Linked DNA regions of Mus musculus: region 1 is linked to region 2. A link is a contact called in public HiChIP or PLAC-seq data. All regions are on one chromosome and are shown on one strand. Each heading gives the region's core, a stretch centred on a gene start, on an enhancer-like site or on the middle of the called end of the contact. The rest is flanking DNA. Distances are from core to core; before and after follow the strand shown.

Evidence for each region. HiChIP or PLAC-seq counts read pairs in DNA pulled down with a chosen protein or histone mark.
Region 1: a contact with region 2 is called in an H3K27ac HiChIP or PLAC-seq map of the HPC-7 cell line, with 13 times the contacts expected there. The contact joins two enhancer-like sites. A contact is called at or near these places in 7 of 39 promoter capture datasets (the C10 cell line, the HPC-7 cell line, cranial neural crest and 2 more), 2 of 15 datasets of contacts at CTCF or cohesin (CD8 T cells and large pre-B cells), 20 of 484 Hi-C or Micro-C datasets (B cells, CD4 T cells, CD8 T cells and 11 more) and 12 of 115 datasets of contacts at active chromatin or transcription factors (the 230-238 cell line, CD8 T cells, the HPC-7 cell line and 8 more).

The regions. Positions count from the first base shown.
Region 1 is chr11:11,559,724-11,566,493 of GRCm38.p6, forward strand. All of the region lies in intron 1 of Gm11998 (predicted gene 11998), which reads left to right. Among named protein-coding and RNA genes, the nearest start is that of Gm29945, 5.2 kb to the left of the region's middle. Within about 2 kb of position 4,713, at least 131 of the 459 cell types and tissues checked have an H3K27ac peak or open chromatin away from gene starts, as enhancers often do. A contact at or near this core is called in the 230-238 cell line, B cells, CD8 T cells and 14 more, where this site is marked.
Region 2 is chr11:11,655,701-11,661,995 of GRCm38.p6, forward strand. All of the region lies in intron 1 of Gm11999 (predicted gene 11999), which reads right to left. Among named protein-coding and RNA genes, the nearest start is that of Gm11999, 27 kb to the right of the region's middle. Within about 2 kb of position 1,636, at least 103 of the 459 cell types and tissues checked have an H3K27ac peak or open chromatin away from gene starts, as enhancers often do. A contact at or near this core is called in the 230-238 cell line, B cells, CD8 T cells and 14 more, where this site is marked.

The sequences.
Region 1 (6,770 bases), core at 3,463-5,962, 93 kb before region 2:
ATGTGTGAGTCCCCAGTCCGAACAAAAACAGAAAATCTGTAAGACTCTATTGTTTCATCAGAAATAGATTCCTAATGGCTAAGGCTGGAGCCCAGTGGTTGAGTATTTATCTACCAGACACAAGGCTATAAGCTCAACACCCAGCACTTCAAAAAAGAAAAAAGAAAAGGAAAATTATTTACTTTCTTTCTTGAAGAAAAACAAAACAAAACCAGCAGAAGGTAGCAGCCAGCCTCTTAGGCTGTTGAGAGTCAAACTTCAATCTTAGAAACATAACCATAACCAAGGAGCCGTAGTGGCTATGTGTTATAACCTGACTTGTTTCACGGTTCTCTGGTGATAATATCCTCTAAAATCTCCAGTATCTCATTTTCAGGAACTAAATATTTTCAAACATTTAAGCTCCATATTAGAAAGGCTTTAGGACAGAAATTTAAGGTGGTTTCCTGCCCCCAGGGGAAAACAAATCCATAAAGGCAGATCTTTATACTAGCCACAACAGTACCTTTTAAAACACAGTATGCATACGTATGTGTGTGTTTGTATATACACATATAGTCATGTGTGTGTGATTTACATATTCCTGCACTTTAATTGGCTCCTCTAACTAGATTATTGCAAGAATCAGTTCTTTCTCAAGTGAAAAATCTAAGTGTGAGTTTGTAAATCACAGTGTAGAACCACGGTCTTTTCCAATCAAAACAGCCTAGCAGACTGTATTCCTGCTTGGCAAACCAAGGCAGAGCGGTCACACTTACAAATGTCTTCTAAAGTTTTCATCCCCTCCCTCTGGGGACAATGTTGAAAATATTCATTCTTGAGGGCCTACTGCTATTGTTTAGTCTATTTTCTCAGTGAAGTGGAGGGTATGGGGCGGGGGGACACTGTGACCTTTGGCTCACAAAGAACCAATGCCTCATCATGGCTTTTGGATATTTCTTGTGGGGAGGTCACCTTCTCCGTGAGTGCTCCTGAGTAGTGGCAGGTGTGCACAGCTCAATGATGCTACCACCACTCTGCACAGTGCAGCCTTGTCACTTCCATTTACTGGTGGCTCACTCTCTCTCTCCGTGGGAGTGTGCTGGTTAGACCTTTTCCCAGTGTGGTTCCTTTGAGCTGTTATTGACATGTTTTCACACTCCCGTACACTGGCTGTGTGCTGGCCCATTTGAAAGGAAGGGGCTGCAAAATACTCCTAGCCAACTCTCTTTACAGATAACAGGGAAATGAGGATGGAGCAGTGACATGAACTGCTGCCTGGATTTCTCCACGTCCTCTTGTCGGCAACAAATGGCAAATAAAGGATCCTGAGGAACATGGAAGCCACCTTGCTTGTAGCAGTGTGCTGTCCCGCAGACTCTGCATTAAACAATTGAAGACAAAAAGAGCTCACACCTCAGGCTCTTCCACTGAGGTGTGTGATCTTATTTCCTTTTCATGGCAGCCCTTGGAAGTAAACACTACCAGGCTGTGGTATTCCGGATATGGAAGCTAGTACATAGCTGAAATGATTTCCCCCAAGTCAGAACAAAAAAAAAAAAAAAAAAAAAAAAAAAAAAACAAGGATGAAACTGGCATTGGCTCTCTGTGCCTCAGAACCCATCCTCTTACACCCTGTCCCTGTGCTTGATACACCCGGGACCAAGCCTGTGTCATGAAACTAAGGAAGGGGGGACAGCCACTGTTTGGGGGCTTCTCCAACCGGTGAGTAGTTTCATGACCTGAGTGTTGGGTCAAATGGGAATATGTGCAAGTCGGACAGGGAACTACGCAAAGCTCTCCTTATCTGTGCGGGTGTGCCTTTGCAATACCTGTATCCTTCAGCACAAGCCAGAGAGAACGCTCGAAGGCTTGACCAAGCGTCTTGTGCAACAGCCTGCCGCATCCAGAAATACCTTGCCCAAGGTCTCTTTCAGCCTTGCTGTACTGAAGGCTGGGAGACAGTCAGCTAGCATGGGATGGTGGGGCCCAGCCTCATGGGCAAAGGAATATACTTGGTAGTCCTAATCTTCCATGTGTTCTCACTGGCTTGATCTCTGCATGTTTTTGCTCTTCTTCTAAGTGCAATAATAAACCTTGCATACACTAGGGTTAAGGAATCAGAAGTTACCCAGCAAAGACCAGGAGGCAAAATCTTACTGGTAATAATACTCCGGCATTTATTAATATTTCAGCCCCCTCAGTGTCCTGGGCTTGGTTTGGTATGCCTGGGAGGGTTTACTTTTGTACTGACCCTTCCTCTTCTGAGTTTAGATTTTGTACACTTTATTTCCTTTTTCCCTGCAGGGTCATTTGCACCCTCGACTTTTGTATTCTTACCATTTTTATACAGTATAATAAATGTCTATCTTGTAGTGATATCCTCTTTGTAGAATCAGGAAAAAAATGTCCATATTGAAAGGTTGTGGTGAACACTGAGGTGGTACACTTAAAAACAATACATTGTCATGTATAGTGTGATTATAGTAGTGTTTAATCACAAAATACCTTTACAAAAATTTACCTAGTTTGATAGTATGCACCTTTAATACCTTTGAACATTGAAATGCTTGAGTATTTTAATGATAAAATTGTAGCTTCCATTAGTATGTATAGAAGAAAGTAATACCATCCAGCATGGTATGTGTTGTTTTGTCATCGCTGTAAGTAAATGCATGACAGAAAAACCTTAAAAGAGAAAAGGTTTATTTGGGACTCATGTTTTCAAAGGGTTCAGATTCATAGATAAAGGCAGGACAGAAATAAACAGCTTACACAATGACAAAAAGAGGGGCACTGATGAGAGGAGACACACTGGTGAGAGGGGACACTGGTGAAGGGGGACACTGGTGAGTGGAGACACTGGTAAGAGGAGACACTGCTGAAGGGGGACACTGGTGAGAGGGAACACTGGTGAAGGGGGACACTGGTGAGTGGAGTCACTGGTGAGAGGAGACACTGGTGAAGGGGACACTGGTGAGAGAGGAAGCTAGTTAGGGAGACACTGGTGAGAGGGGACACTGGTGAGAGGGGACACTGGTGAGAGGGGACATTGGTGAGAGAGAACATTGGTGAAGGGGGCACACTAGTGAGAGGGCACTCTGGTAATTGGGGACACTGGTGAGAGGGGACACTGATGAAGGGGGCACACTAGTGAGAGGGGACTCTGGTGAGTGGGGACACTGGTGAGAGGGGACACTGGTGAGGGGAGACACTGGTGAGGGGGGACACTGGTGAGAGGAGACACTGGTGAGAGGAGACACTGCTGAAGGGGGACACTGGTGAGTGGAGACACTGGTAAGAGGAGACACTGCTGAAGGGGGACACTGGTGAGAGGGAACACTGGTGAAGGGGGACACTGGTGAGTGGAGTCACTGGTGAGAGGAGACACTGGTGAAGGGGGACACTGGTGAGAGAGGAAGCTAGTTAGGGAGACACTGGTGAGAGGGGACACTGGTGAGAGGGGACACTGGTGAGAGGGGACATTGGTGAGAGAGAACATTGGTGAAGGGGGCACACTAGTGAGAGGGCACTCTGGTAATTGGGGACACTGGTGAGAGGGGACACTGATGAAGGGGGCACACTAGTGAGAGGGGACTCTGGTGAGTGGGGACACTGGTGAGAGGGGACACTGGTGAGGGGAGACACTGGTGAGGGGGGACACTGGTGAGAGGAGACACTGGTGAGAGGGGACACTGGTGAGAGGGGACATTGGTGAGAGGGAACATTGGTGAAGGGGGCACACTAGTGAGAGGGCACTCTGGTAATTGGGGACACTGGTGAGAGGGGACATTGGTGAGAGGAGACACTGGTGAGAGGGGGACCTTCTCCTTTTTCTATTTTATTCTGAATCTCCCCCTTCGTAGAAAAATGCTCACAGACACATCTACAAGCAAACCCTCTGAGTCTTCTAAATCCCGTCAGGCTGAAGATGAAGCTGCACCATCATGCTATTACAATACCTGAAGAAGGAAAACAAAACTAACATTATTATTTGTCAGGAAGTTTCGGCACATGGCCTTAAGTAGCATCTCAGAATGACCAATCTGATTTCTAGATGCACAGTGCGATCCCTCTCCTTCTTCACATATCTGCACACACCCCTAAGCTTACACGGTTAACAAGTAAATACAAGAGTTAGATGAAAATCCCTCCCTCTCTTCTTTCCTCCCTCTGTCTCTCGCATCCTCTCCACCCATTCTATATTAAGAATCACTGAGCACCCACTGTGTGGCAAATGCTTTTAAATGATAAAGATAGAGATCTAAATCTCGTCTATGAAGGATTGAGAAAAGACCATGGGATCCTTTATGTCAGAAAAGCCTTTCTGGGGTGGATCTGTGTGGGTCCAGTGCCCTTTCTAGCCCCAAGTGAGTGGAACAACTCTAAGTTCAGGCAAATTTCAGAGGAATGTGAAGGCCAGGTGCTTACATGCCAAAAGGCCTCTTCCAAGGAGGAAGGAAGTGCTACCTCTGTCTTGTTTGAGGAACATTAAAGATGGGGGCCCCAAACTCAAAGGTCACCAGAAGAGCATGCTCAGTACTTCCTGGACCTAGCAGCAATGTGGCAGTGAGGGGCAGGGAAGGCAAGAAGAGAGATCAACGCATGGGGAAAGCTGGGGATCTGTGCTAGGCAACCCAGCTCCTCTTGGTTCCAGGCCAGCGCTTATCTCTAAATCAAGCTTGCATGAGGCCAGGATACATATCTTTCTGGGGCCTCCAGAGAGTTGGAAACCACATCCGTACCTTGGCTTCAACATGAGAGGAACTGCCCAGAGCTGGAGAGTGCCTGGTTGCTACCAGCTGCCTCCACTTCCTCCCAACAGTCACTGCTTCATGCAGTGGGATCTAGTTTTCTCCTTTTTAGCTGGGAGCAAGGCCTCCCTACTGTTATAGGCTTTTCCAGATGCACTTGGCTCATCTGACTTGCTCCTTGCCACCTACAAATCAAAGGCTATAGGAACTTAGTTGATATTCTCCGTAGCTGAGCAGTAGTACCCTCCCAGCTGTCTCGTCCCCACTCAGCAGCAAAATACAAGCAGGCTTTGGCACTGGCCCAGGTTGGAAGGGTAGGGTTGGAAGACTGCAGGCACATGGGGGACTGACAGGCCTGAGTCAGTCTGTCCTTACTGTGCTTTCCTCTCCCAGCATTCCCCATGCCCTTGCTCGGCTCCTTCGACTATGCCAGTATCAAGCACAGAAACACCACTTAAGCTAGGGAGTTGGGGCCCAGTCTCTAAGCCCAGGGGCATGTATAGTCTGTTTCCTGATTTGTAAAGCAGGGGGCAGTGCCAGGTTGAGTAAATGAAACAACTTACTGTTGACATTGCTGGGCTTGTAAGCACTGAATACACGTTGGCTCCTGGTACCCCTGGTCACTGACTGGGTTGTTTTAGGTGAGAAAGTGTTCATCTCTCATTTTTGTTAAAACTCTTGAAGACCTAGCCCTCATCCCTAAGTCTAGTGAGGCTTGGTGTGTACCAGCTCTGTGTTGAGCAGCAGAGGAGATCCCAGATCATTTTCCAGGGACCCCAAGCTCTCCCCAGAAGGCAGCTCTCGTCACCCGTCCTTCCTGGGGTTTGTGCTGCAGGAAGAGTTGCAGCTGTGTTCTCCAGGCCCCTCAAGCTCAGCTTGGTATATAAAGGAGCCAAAAAAGTGGGTCATGCCACTGAAAATTATCTCCTGGAACTGAGCCCATGTGGTGGCTTGCAGAAATTGTGTGTGTGTGTGTGTGTGTGTGTGTGTGTGTGTGTGTGTGTGTCCCTTTTCTGTTTAGGAACTCATGAGCATCCGTCCCAGGTAGCACAGGGACACCTTACAGGGACTGATATTTGGGTAGCACAGGGACTCCTCGCAGGGACTGATACTTGGGGCTCTGTCTGATGCTGCTTCTTTGGTCTCTACAGAAGAGTCATCTTTCAGCAATGCCGAGATGCAAGATGAAAGAGCAGCATTGGCCAAGTCTCCTTGTCTGCACTGACAGGTCTTTCTGCTCTTTTCTCTCCTCTGTCCCCTCCCTCCTTTTTTTGTATGAGCGACTTCTCTTTGCTGGGTAGTCAGAATCACCAAACCCCTTTTCTTTCCCTCTGGTTCAGCAGTTTTCCCATCTTGTTTCTCAGAGAGAGAATCTGTGAGTGCCATAGCAAGGCGGCCACTTTGGCAGGAATTTGATCCTTACCAGTTCTATAAGCTCCTGGGCATTCCCACAGTCTCACCACCCCGAACTCCATGACTTGAATTTCAGACCTTGGGGCACACTCTCTGAGGCCTGAGAAACAATAACTTTTTCTGATGAGAGGACATGAATATAGCACTTTATTCCAAAAACTTTATTTGATCAAAAACTCATTAATCACTCGCCACAATTTAGTTAGTAAATGTGCTGGACAAGATTGATCAATCAGTATCTTACACAATCATAACATAATATAACATTCATGAACAGACATCAAAACAGAGATAGAGTGATTGCTTAGCAGTTAAGAGCACTGCTTGTTGCTCTTACAGAGGACCTAGGTTCAATTCCAGACATAACGTGGTGGCTCATCTATAACTCCAGCTCCAGGGTGTTTTCATTAGGGATTTTATTGCTGTGATAAAACACTATAAACAACTTGGGGATGAAAAGGATCTATTTCACCTTACAATTTTCATGTCACACTATTGCTAAAGGAAGTCAGGATAGGCACTCAAACAGGACAAGAACCTGGGGGCAGGACCTGATTCAGAGGCCATGGAGGAGAGCTGATTACTGGCATGACCCTCGTGGCTTGTTCAACCTGCTTTCTTATA
Region 2 (6,295 bases), core at 386-2,885:
AAAATAAGCTTCTCTCTTATGTGCTTTAGAATGGTGCAAAGAAAATACTATCATTGACATTCCTGATTGTTTTCTTCTGTGGTGCTAAGGATTGAGCGCAGGGCCTTGCACGTGCTAGACAAGATCCCTAGCACTAGACTCCATCTCCATGTCCATTTTTGCTTATTATGTTAAGACATACTCTTCCTACATTGCTCCAAGTGGCCTTGATCTCAATCTATAGCCCTAGAAAGCCTTGAACTTTTCCATCCCCCGGCCTCATCCTGCAGTGTACCTGGCAGTATAATCCTTCTCACCAGGCTTAACCATATGTTTTTTTTTTCCTTCAACAACCCTTGATTAAAAAAAGAAGTCAATTAGACAAATCAGACTCTAATATCCTTGGTGGTATGGCAAAGAAAAGTACATGTTTGGTGTGGTGAACATGCCAATTAACCTATTTGACCAGTATGTATGCTTGTATCAAAATATCACAAAACATCTAAAAAATGAACAATTTCCCTATGTCAATAAAACTAGAATAAAAAGCATTACAGGCTACTTTAGGAGCAAAGAATTGGCTTCAAGTGTGAGCATTTGGTTATTCAGATCATCTTAGAGAGACCATCATTCCAGGCTCTAGGCTCCTGGGCTGCTTGTGCCTCAAGAGATGACAAATTTCATCACATTAACCCGGATCCTAACTGTCCCCAGAGAGATAGATTGAGGACCCGAGGACAGCGAAGAGCAGGACATTTGGTTGTACAGCTACCATAGGGCTAGACTTACACTAGGCCACAGGCTTCCTGTGGGAAGACAAAGTGGGCAGCTGGGGCCTACACTGCCTTGCTGGTTCCTTCCACCTGCTTGGAGGGAATTTACCACTGGCCCTTCTTTCTGCACTCCACTGCCACCCACACATATGACTCTCTGGCAAGCCTCTGTCACATGGTGCTCATCTTCCTAGACACAAATTTGCCCTTCATGCTGATTTCCCGGTGTTTCTAGTTAGATAAGTGATTCTGACCAGGAGGGTATCACTTTGTGCCTTGAAACCAGGAGTGCAGTTGCTTTCCAGAGCTTCCACCTCCTTTCCCCTCTCCAGAGAGGCCCCTTCCGCAGACACTGGCTTACCCCTCAGTTTTCATCATCTTGTCTTGTCCTATTTAAATCTTGTCATGGAAAAAGGAAATCAGAGGCTAGTAATCACAAGCTTTCCTTGAATACACACACACACACACACACACACACACACACACACACACACACACACACCGTCGTCTGGATCATCCACAACCTGAGCTGCCACAGCCCTGACACACACATTTCCAGACATTAGGAATTAAGGGCTACATTTACATAACATTAAAGTCACTGTCTACAGGCACAAAATAAAGTGAATGGCTTCCGATCTCTGCCCCCAGAAACTGGTCTGTGGGCTTCTGCGTTTCTGGCCACGTGACCTTATTAGATGTCTATTACTTGTCTGGCTGATAGCTAGCTGCTCTGCTTCCCCAGTCTAACTGCATGGGAGCAGCAGGTCAGACCAGGCTGCAGGAGCCAAACTGCCAGAATCCGTATGAAGGGAGTTAGGTGGGGCCTGTCCTATCTCATCTCCCCAGCATGCCTTGCAACTACAGGAAGCCACCCACCAGTATTTCAGAAACCACAGGCTCCTGCGGTTCTGAGAGCCCCTGTCCTCTGTGTCCTTAAAACATACACACCATTTAATGTCTCATTAATCACCTTCTTTTACATGACTCAACTGGAGCCAGGAAAGAGCAGTGTTTACCCTGACCCAAGGGCAGTTTGGCCTCCTGCTTTCCCATTCAGTTGTGAGCAAATGTTTCAATAGAACACATTCCCAGGGCTGTGTGCTAGAATTTTATGCCCTATAGTGTGCAGGAAATAACCCATCTCTTGTCATGGACATAGGCCCTGGAAGAAGAGCTGTACCAGCAGTATCTGTCCTCCATCTCTAGTGCTTAGCAGAGTTTGATCATTAGAGGGACAGAGCCTATGCTTGTCAGTTTGAGGTCAGAAAGGCCCTGGTTTCCCTCAGCCACCTGGTTATAGAACAAGAATAATAAGAACATTCCAGACCAGAGGCAGTCAGCTGGGCCAATGGCAGATCTGCAGCTGCCATGTCCGATCTGCCTGTGGTTCCTCGCTGACAGTACCCAAGCTGCCTAATCACAGGCTGGAGTCAGGGCGGCTGTAACTCCAGAGCACTCCATTTTCTCTGACCAATCACCTCTCTCAAGAAAGCCCCAAGGTGTCTGTGCTCATAAATTCTCCAGCAGTTGGTGCTACCCAGGTGGTAGAGATGAGATATCCGAAGGTCCAACTACCATAACTCACAAAGACCAGACATATGAGGCTTTGTGTGTTGGTAAACCCAAGCCACTGCACCTTGTCTTTCTTTTAGTCATCCACTAAGCCTGCCAGCATGGCAGGATTCCTGGACGTGCCAGTGTGCAACAGGGTCCATCATATCCTGAGGTCACAGTCCTGAAACCAATTTGTCTTAAGTTTCTGTTTTGTCAGGGAAGTCCAGTGGAGCAATGAAGCTTGCACTGAGCCAATACTTGAGCACCTCTTTTGGCCAAATTTTCCTTCAGCAACCTACCTAGCAGCAAGGGGACCCAGGACATGGGAATGATTTGGACCTATATAGTGAAGGGGAAGAGTTGAATTGAATACTTGTGTGTGTGTGTGTGTGTGTGTGTGTGTGTGTGTGTGTTTGTGTGCGCGTGCGTGCGCGCACGCGCGCACGCGTGTGCACCCGCTATCTCTTCTGCATATTCTCCTGGCCAAGGGATATACCACTCAGTGGCCCAATAAAATGCTGTTACAGGGGAAGAAGGAACCTTAAGCAAAAGAGGAGAAATGTGTTTTCTACATGTTTTTTGAAGGAAGAGATACATATTTTTCACTATCCCATGAAAGTTATGTGCCAGACAGATGCAGCCAAGTAAGCTATGAACCCCAGGATATGTTATCATTGATGGGATAATGGCTCTTAAAGCCTTGGGTGCAGTGGTATGTTTAAGAATAGTTCTTTATAAGGGACGGGAAATAAGGAACAAAAGTAAAACACAAGTTGCATGCAGCACTGAAATCTCATCTCCCACCTGTCGCCTTTTTGACCTGTGTGGCTTGACAAATCCAGAGCCTTGACCAGCAAGTTGCTCAGGCTTCCTCATACTTAAAAAACAGGATTAAAAATATTGTTGAATATTTTGAGTCACATTCTCAACGCCTGTGTCTAAAATAAGGCCCCAATTTTGCATCTGCAATTATTTATGCCTGGAAATAAGGAAGTGAAATTCCCACCTACTGGAAGGACAGTTGACAGGGCCACTCAGCCAGGCAAGTGTGGCTTAGAGCAGTGCAAACTGCATTGCACGTGCAGGGGAGATGCAGGAGCCTGATCAGACAGCTGCACCAACATTGCTACCCAAAGCTAGACAGGGATCAGCCTGTGACCTTCACTAGAAATTTGGGAACAGACAGGCACAAGCTTCAGGGACCTGTCGAGATTAGAAGGAGCGAATCTTCAAGAAGGACTGGCCTGTGTAGGATGGTGGCCCATGGTTAAGGAGTTCCCACAGCCTATTAGGACAATGTCCTCTTCCCTATCAGAATCCTTCCTGTACATCTCAGGGTGTAAGTAGGTTTGAAGCAACTTGTTGTGCTTCCCCTCTTGATACATGGACATGCTGGATTTCCTATACAAGACATTGCTAGCCAGCATCCACCTCTGTGAGTGGTTCTTGTGCAAACCTCCTATGAGTTGAAATGAACTGAGCCTAGCACTAACTCTACTGTCAAATATATCAGTGCCCCACAGGTTGATATCACTGGGGCTCATGCTACCATAGCTATAGTAGTGAGAGTGTAGGATTCCCAAAAGAAGCCAAGACCATTTCATGGAGGCCTGTGGAAGTCAAGCTTTACTTTAGGCTGCAGTTTGAAGAAAAATATTCTCCCTCCTCTGGTGGCAGGACACTAGCACCCAAAATATGGACTGGAAAGCTAAGCCTGTCTAAAAGCCTGAGCTTTTCCTGGCCCAATCTTCTTGCAAGTCCAGACCAGGTTACAGACTGACTTACAAACCTGAGCAGCTTCATCAAGACCCTGCCTTCTCTCTGGAATGACTGGTCACCTGCTGCAACTGGGCATCTAGGATCTCTTGGCCTGCTGTGGGTTCTTTGTTCTCTGCTGATCATTGTAAATAAGCTTTAGAAAATAACTATCGTTTTATGAGGAATTTAAGACTTAGCAATTATTTTAAGAAGAAAGTTTGGGCCCCTAAATCTGGACTCTGTGGTTTGTTTTTTGGTTTGTTTGTTTGGTTTGGTTTGGTTGTGTTTTGTTTTGTTTTGTTTTGTTTTAAGAACAAATCGAAATTGTTTAATTCAGACTTATTCCTATTATTTTTAAAAGAATAAAGAGGCCAGAAAGCATCATTTTTACAAACCATTGCCCTAATATCACTGTCTGCTTATGAAGCTACACAGGCAGTTAATGAATTCCGTAGGCTCCCTTCTCTCCTGTCAGCCTCTGTAGTCATTTACTCCTCTCACGATGGTCCATGATAATACCTTCTGATAACTGTCAAGATGTGTTCCACTGTGAGAGCAAATGTTTCTCTGTTGTTTTAAATGCTTCTGTTTTCCCAGTGCTGGTTAATTTTGTTTGTGTCATTTAGAGCTTTGATTTTAGTCAGCATTATTAATAATTTACTCTTTAACTTAATGGGACTGCAGAGGGGATGAGACAGGTCTGGTTCAAGCAGTGTGAGTTCCCTGTTATGGACAGCTATGGGAATCTTGTGTGTGTTGCCAAATGCATTGCAGAGTAATAAATGTATAACGAGCTGGGCTGTCTGTGCGTGTGCTAAAAATGAACATAGAATTAAGTAAAGGAAGTATTGCCACTATTCGGCCTCTGCTATTAAAAAGCCCAATCTGAAAACCATTACAGGCTGCAGAATTGACTCCCAGGAGTATACCTCATATGCAAACAGCCCACGGCCACACCTGGAAGCCTTGTATTATCTTAAAAGTGCTTGCTTCTTAAATAAATTCATCGGAAGAGGTCCTGAGCTGTGTTCAAACATGTGTGCCATCTTTACGTTCCATTCATTTGGTGAAACATGGTCTAAACAGTACTATCAGTGGGCGTGAAGGGGTTAAACAGTAAAACCTCAAAGGCCTGCAGCTGCTGTAGGTGGGGGTAGACAGAGTCAGGGTGGAATGGAGAACCACATTCACAGTAGGTGGAATGTGCCATGGTAAGAACCCTGTTTCTCCTCACACTAAATCCTGTGGAGATAATGCCTTCAAACAGGAGAGAGAAAGTCATGGTCAAGTCTGAAGAAAGCTGCCAGAATGTTCTAGAAAGGCTACACTGTAAGAAAAATAGTCCTCTTGAATTCAGCTGCAACCAAAGCTATATAGATACAAGAGTTTGGCCCTGCTAAATACAACTGCATGTAGTAACAGAGACTGGGATTTCATTTAAGTTGAACTTTGCACAAGAGAAGAATATCCATTGTGATGCAGAAAAGCTGGACAGGAACCAGGACACTTCAACAACATAGGAAACCCTAGTAATTAAGACACTGACCAAAAAAGAAAATCAAAACGCTCCGTGTCATCTCTTCAATTACACACTTTGTGTGCATTACCAGGGCTCCAACTAAAGGAACAAAGAATGGTGTCAGACATAGACTGAAGACCCAGTAGCTATTCTCATACGTGTAATCAAAAGTCACTTTAGCTTTTGCTATCAGTAGTAATGCAAATTTGGTAGACCACTGCAAGAATGCAGCCTAGATGGACCACATATTGGTATTCTTCATGACAACTGTCCACACTCATGCTTGTACCAAACTTTTCTCTATTCTTATAACAAGAATCAGAAAGACCAGGAAAGTGGCGTTGACCATACAATTATCACTGTCTGCACTATATATACTATCTACATACTTTGTAGGATTTCCAGTTGTTTAAGCTAGATGGAAATATGAGTGGTGGTTTAAATTACTTGGGTATACTTCAGTGATTTTCTTATGTCTAATACAACCCCTTCCCTTAATTGGGAACCAAAGGGCCATTATACCAAGACTTCTCTTTTGTCTGCAGGACTGTGAAGTTGCTGTGGGATGGTTCCTATGCGATGCCATGGTTCAGGGCATGCTTGCATTGCAGTGAGTGGGAAGGTTTAACAGTCTGTGGTTATCACCCTTGATGCAAAGCAGGAATACTCCTGCAGCCACAAACTGCTGCACAATGAAGAAGGGCAGCCC